Regions from separate parts of the Rattus norvegicus genome. Here region 2 is linked to region 1. A link is a contact called in public Hi-C data. All regions are on one chromosome and are shown on one strand. Each heading gives the region's core, a stretch centred on a gene start, on an enhancer-like site or on the middle of the called end of the contact. The rest is flanking DNA. Distances are from core to core; before and after follow the strand shown.

What was found. A called contact is a pair of places that touch in the nucleus more often than the background predicts.
Region 2: a contact with region 1 is called in a Hi-C map of liver, with 5 times the contacts expected there. The contact joins two enhancer-like sites. A contact is called at or near these places in 2 of 12 Hi-C or Micro-C datasets (kidney and liver).

What each region holds. Positions count from the first base shown.
Region 1 is chr7:63,582,004-63,584,538 of GRCr8, reverse strand. No RefSeq gene overlaps it. Among named protein-coding and RNA genes, the nearest start is that of Lrig3, 120 kb to the left of the region's middle. Within about 2 kb of position 1,263, at least 5 of the 93 cell types and tissues checked have an H3K27ac peak or open chromatin away from gene starts, as enhancers often do. A contact at or near this core is called in liver, where this site is marked.
Region 2 is chr7:63,776,546-63,779,080 of GRCr8, reverse strand. No RefSeq gene overlaps it. Among named protein-coding and RNA genes, the nearest start is that of Lrig3, 76 kb to the right of the region's middle. Within about 2 kb of position 1,275, at least 2 of the 93 cell types and tissues checked have an H3K27ac peak or open chromatin away from gene starts, as enhancers often do. A contact at or near this core is called in liver, where this site is marked.

The DNA of each region.
Region 1 (2,535 bases), core at 14-2,513:
CTCCTCCCTGTGAATTCTTCCCAAGCGTTTATCGCTGATGTGAGAATTCTGCTTTCCCACTCTTGGCCATGAAACAACCCGGTTTTGGTTGGGCAGATCAGGCTATCTTTGAGGTTTTTCATGAACAGGAAATTTTACCTGTGGCAGTGGAAGATTCTTTTCCACACAGTACTCGTGGTTGGCTGGATGTATGTAACACTGTATAAACCAAAAGCGGGTAAGAAAACATGCCCACGACCCAGCACAACACTCTCTTTTTTTATGAGAGGATATTTCTCCTTTGACTATAACTTTAATTAAACTCTATTAACTTTAATTTAATTTAAGCTGTTTAAATAGTTCAGATGCTATTAAATGCAAAGAACACATTTTTTTAAAAGGTATTTAGTTTCTGGGCATTTTCCCTCGATCTCACACAGTTTTAATTATGCTCCACTTATTGTTAAGTATATCATAAAATAAAATATAATGTAAAGATCACATTAGTCGCCATAAGTAAACTTGAGGCCAAGCCATGAACTAGCCTAAATCAGAGGTACAATAAAGAAGCCAAGGGCATTGGACATCTTCAGACTTGGACCTCTGCGGATGCTGAGCAAATATCATTGTATTCTTCTATACACCCATAAAAATCAAGAGTGGGCATTTCTATGTACCACGAGCCATTATATAATATTCCCATCCGATTATGTTATTTTTTTTGTCTTTTTTCCCTCTGCTGTATTTTAATGTCTTTTCTCCAAAGCGGAGCCTCTCTGTATCTAGAGTAATTCTCCTAAGCTTGCCAAGTCATATATTTTCCTTTCATAATTACTTGGGTAATTGCAGCACCCTGGCACATATTAGTAACTAGGGAAACAGAGCTATTTAATTATATCCTAATGAACATTTGCAATTATATAATTTTTAAAATCCATAGAAAATTAAGAAAAGGCTCTCCATTAAGCAGAGCACTGCCTGAATTTCATTTTCAAGAATCTTCAACTAAGTCGACTCTCTCTAAAAATACAGTTTCCATGTCATAAATGCTATATACTTTAACCTTTGGAACACAGAGCCTGCATTTCTTTGGAAGCAATTCTGGACGTATTCAAGTTCATTTTTCCCCTGCTATGGCTCACTAACAGATGTTTTATTAAACTTTTTTTCTAATTTGCAGTACAAACTCGTTAATGAGAATTTGCTCAAATATCTCCTGGGACGTTGTATTTACCTTCTGTTCTGATGCCGAACAGTGCTAATGATTAACAGGTACCACTGAACCTGCTAATGTGTGCAAGGCACTCTTGAAAATTTGACAAAGAATATAACGTTTGAGTTAAACTTTACTTTTGTACATAGGGTGCCAACCTAAAGTAATGGACATAGCAATTCTACATGAAGAAAATGGCGTCGCTGGACTCTAATATAAGAACTGTCCACCAAGTAGAGGGTTCCACGCACTCAATAGCTAGGTAACTGATCCAGTTATGTACTCAGGTGGTGGCGGGGTAGGCTGTGGGGGGAGGGAACAGTCCAGGCCACATTCCATAGCTGGCACTTTGACCTTTGACACTTTCAGCTCCACAAGCTGGATCTCTTTGACTTTGTACCTGAACTTTCCCTTCTGCCCAGCCACTTTTGATTGACAAGAAAAAAAGTGGTTGGTCAGTTCCCAGAGGCTTTCGTGTTGGCCCAAACTATCAACTCTTTGTCTTACAGTTCATGGGGAAGTAGTCCTCACCTCAGCTTTTCAAGACAGAGTAGTCCGGCTCAGGCGCCAGTCATCCAAGGCTCAGTGCAGGGATGGTTAGAGACAGGTACATAGGTCATGGGGATTAGTTAGTGACAGACATTTGAAAGGGTCCATTAAGAATTAGAATGTCCCAAAAGTACAACAATGTCAAGCAACCAGAGCTTCCAGGGACTAAGCCACTACCTAAATACTATACATGGACTGACCCTGGACTCTGACCCCATAGGTAGCAATGAATATCCTAGTAAGAGCACCAGTGGAAGGGGAAGCCCTGGGTCCTGCTAAGACTGAACCCCCAGTGAACTAGACTATGGGGGGAGGGCGGCAATGGGGGGAGGGTTGGGAGGGGGACTCCCATAAGGAAGGGGAGGGGGGAGGGGGATGTTTGCCCGGAAACCGGGAAAGGGAATAACACTTGAAATGTATATAAGAAATACTCAAGTTAAAAAAAAAAGAATTAGAATGTCCTTCTGATGACTGCAGGAACTACCTACCGATCTCCTCAAAGGTGGGGGTTACCTTGAGCATTCAGAAGTTCACAGCAAACCACCTGATGGCAGATAAAAGTTAGTCTTTACCGGTAAGGTAATAATCATGAAAATTGTTGTGCTCGTGTAGCTAACCAGCAAGAGCACCTGAGAAAGGTAAAATATAAATATCTCAACAAAACCTTTTTGATATTGTGTTTTTGGGGGAAACAATATATTCAAATAATATAATGTTGCAAAACCAAATAAAGGTGATTTGAATATATCATAAAAAGAAAACTACCATATTCAAGATGATTCCATGATTTCTTT
Region 2 (2,535 bases), core at 26-2,525, 190 kb before region 1:
GATACCAAGGCAGGCTGAAAGGGAGCCCGAGTTGAAGATGAAGTTCCACAGTCCAGCATTTGCAGGGCAGGATGAGAAGAGAAGAGACATGAGCTTTCCTCTTGGAATATCCAGCTAAACACTTATCCACAGGGTATAAATTACTTCATGTGTAAAAATTACTTCAGGCTAAAGAAAGAGCCACTTAAACTACTTAGAAAGAACAACACTTACTCTGTTTTGTTCTTCAGTAGTGAAACACCCAAGACTAGGTAATATAAAGGTACACATTCACTTCTTTCGAGGTCTGAAAGGCTGGGGTGTCCAAAATCAAGTAGCCACTATCTAACAAGGGCTTCTGTGGGAGAAGGGAGGGAGGCAATAGAGCACAGGGCAGCAATAAGGATCAAACTCACTTTTGTAACAAATCCATTCTCTGACAAAGACCTGACATACATTACAATATCAATCTATTGACTCAAAGCCTCATGACCCAACCACCTCTCACAAGTTTACCTTTACAAAATGCAGCAAGTTTGGGCTACACTGCTTTGGCACCTGGGTCATATGCATGCACCTGCCCAGGAGCAATCTGGGTTCCTGAATGACACACACACACACACACACACACACACACACACACACACACACACCCCCCAGTTAATTTGTGTTAATTTGGCATGCTGTTTCTAGCTCAAAGACTGGGCCCTCCTAAATGTTCCCCTGCTACCCCAGGCCCAATCCAGGAAGTGGTCACTTACCCGAATTCTTACATGACTGATTGCCTTTCTCTTCTGTTGCTCTTATGTCCATCCCCCCCAACCCTACTCCCCATCATAGTGATTCTCTCTTTCTTTCTCTTCCTTTCTCCCAGTTCCTAGCCTGTACAATCTAAAAACTCTCTCTCTCTCTCTCTCTCTCTCTCTCTCTCTCTCTCTCTCTCTCTCTCTCTCTTTCCCTTTCCACCCAGACATTGATTGTTGGCTCTTTATTGATTGATCAAAAACCAACTGGGGACAAGGACCTTTGAGATTTGGACACACAGATTCCCAATTAATTCAAAGCATTAGAACCAGTACCTACCCACCCCTATCCCCCCCCCCAAATAAACTCAAATTACTTGCATATGAACTTTGCAAGGCACATCCAGACCATTATGAGAGGCTAACATTGTTAAACAAATAGCCAGGTTATAAACTCTACAACTTACAAAGCAAAGGTCAGAATGCTAGAAATGACATGGCTTAGTGGCAAGGAAAGATTAACCCTAACCTGAAATGAACTGTTAGCAAAGAGATCAAGTTACCAAAGCACAAAGTTCGGGCAGAAGAAGCAGGCTGTCCAGTGGAAACCCTAACAGATGTGAAGAAAAGCAGAGTGGTGTATACTTTGTAACTCCAAGAATTAAAAAGTCTTTTCTCATTTTCATCAGAATTTTCATTTAAGTATTTAAAACAAAAATATCCATAATGTTTTATGGCACTGTAAACATTGGTTAACTGAATTGGTAGCCTGATGACTGGGGTGGGGTTGGGGGCAGGGGAATAAAAGTTTACTATTGCTCAGCATATAGGAAATGGTGGAGTATGCCTTGAAGGGGAAATACAGTGAGTGAAAAATGGAGAGCTATGAACTCTAAAGTATCTGCTGAAGTAGCATGACCTGAGATTGTTCCCAGAACTTCTACATGGCAGCTCGCAAAGTAGCATGGTAGCCAGTTAGTCATCTAGCTGCAGAGATGCAACAGGACTGAAGAAAAATAACAAGAATAAAGGTGAAGTAAAGTTGTAGCAAGCAGAAAACAAGGAAGAAAGTGAAGATGTAGCAAGCAGAAAACAAATAGATTGTTTACACCTGATTGCTTAAACATTAAATACTAATGGTCTAAATACTGAAAAATAGAGCTTATGGGATTGAATAAGAAATTATATGTCACTTATATCAAATTATTTTAAGTATAAAGGTACAAATGAGCTAAAAGTTAAATGATATTAAACAAAAGATAGCAGGTGATTTTTTTAAAGCAAAACCAGTACATTTCAAAATGAAATAAACACATCCAAATAAATGCTCATTTGGAGAGTAATGGCCTTTCTTACTTCTTGGTAGAATGGTGAACTAAAGGAGCATACAAAAGAGGCGTGGGGAAGAAAAGTAACATACAAAAAAAGGGGCATAGAACAGTATCAATAACCAGTTCTGGCTAGCTCGGCACGCTCTACCTCCCCACACAGCAGTCCTGTGAAATTCCCACAATAATTTTCAAGTAAGATCACATTCGGGTGGAGAAAATAGGTCTATGGTTATGTGTGTTAAGAAGTAACCTTAAAAACATCTGAAGACTTTTTTAAAAAGTATCTTGGATATAATAAAAAATTCATATTGAAATTATAAATATTCTGAACTGAGGGAAAGGAAAATAGGCATATGCAAGAGAGTGGGGTGTAGCTGAGCTGAGCTCCCTGCAGGGGTGTTAATAGCACCAAACACTGATAAATAATAGAACAGAAGGAATAACTGGCCTGGAAACTCAGAGTAAATCTCAAGGAATGCAAG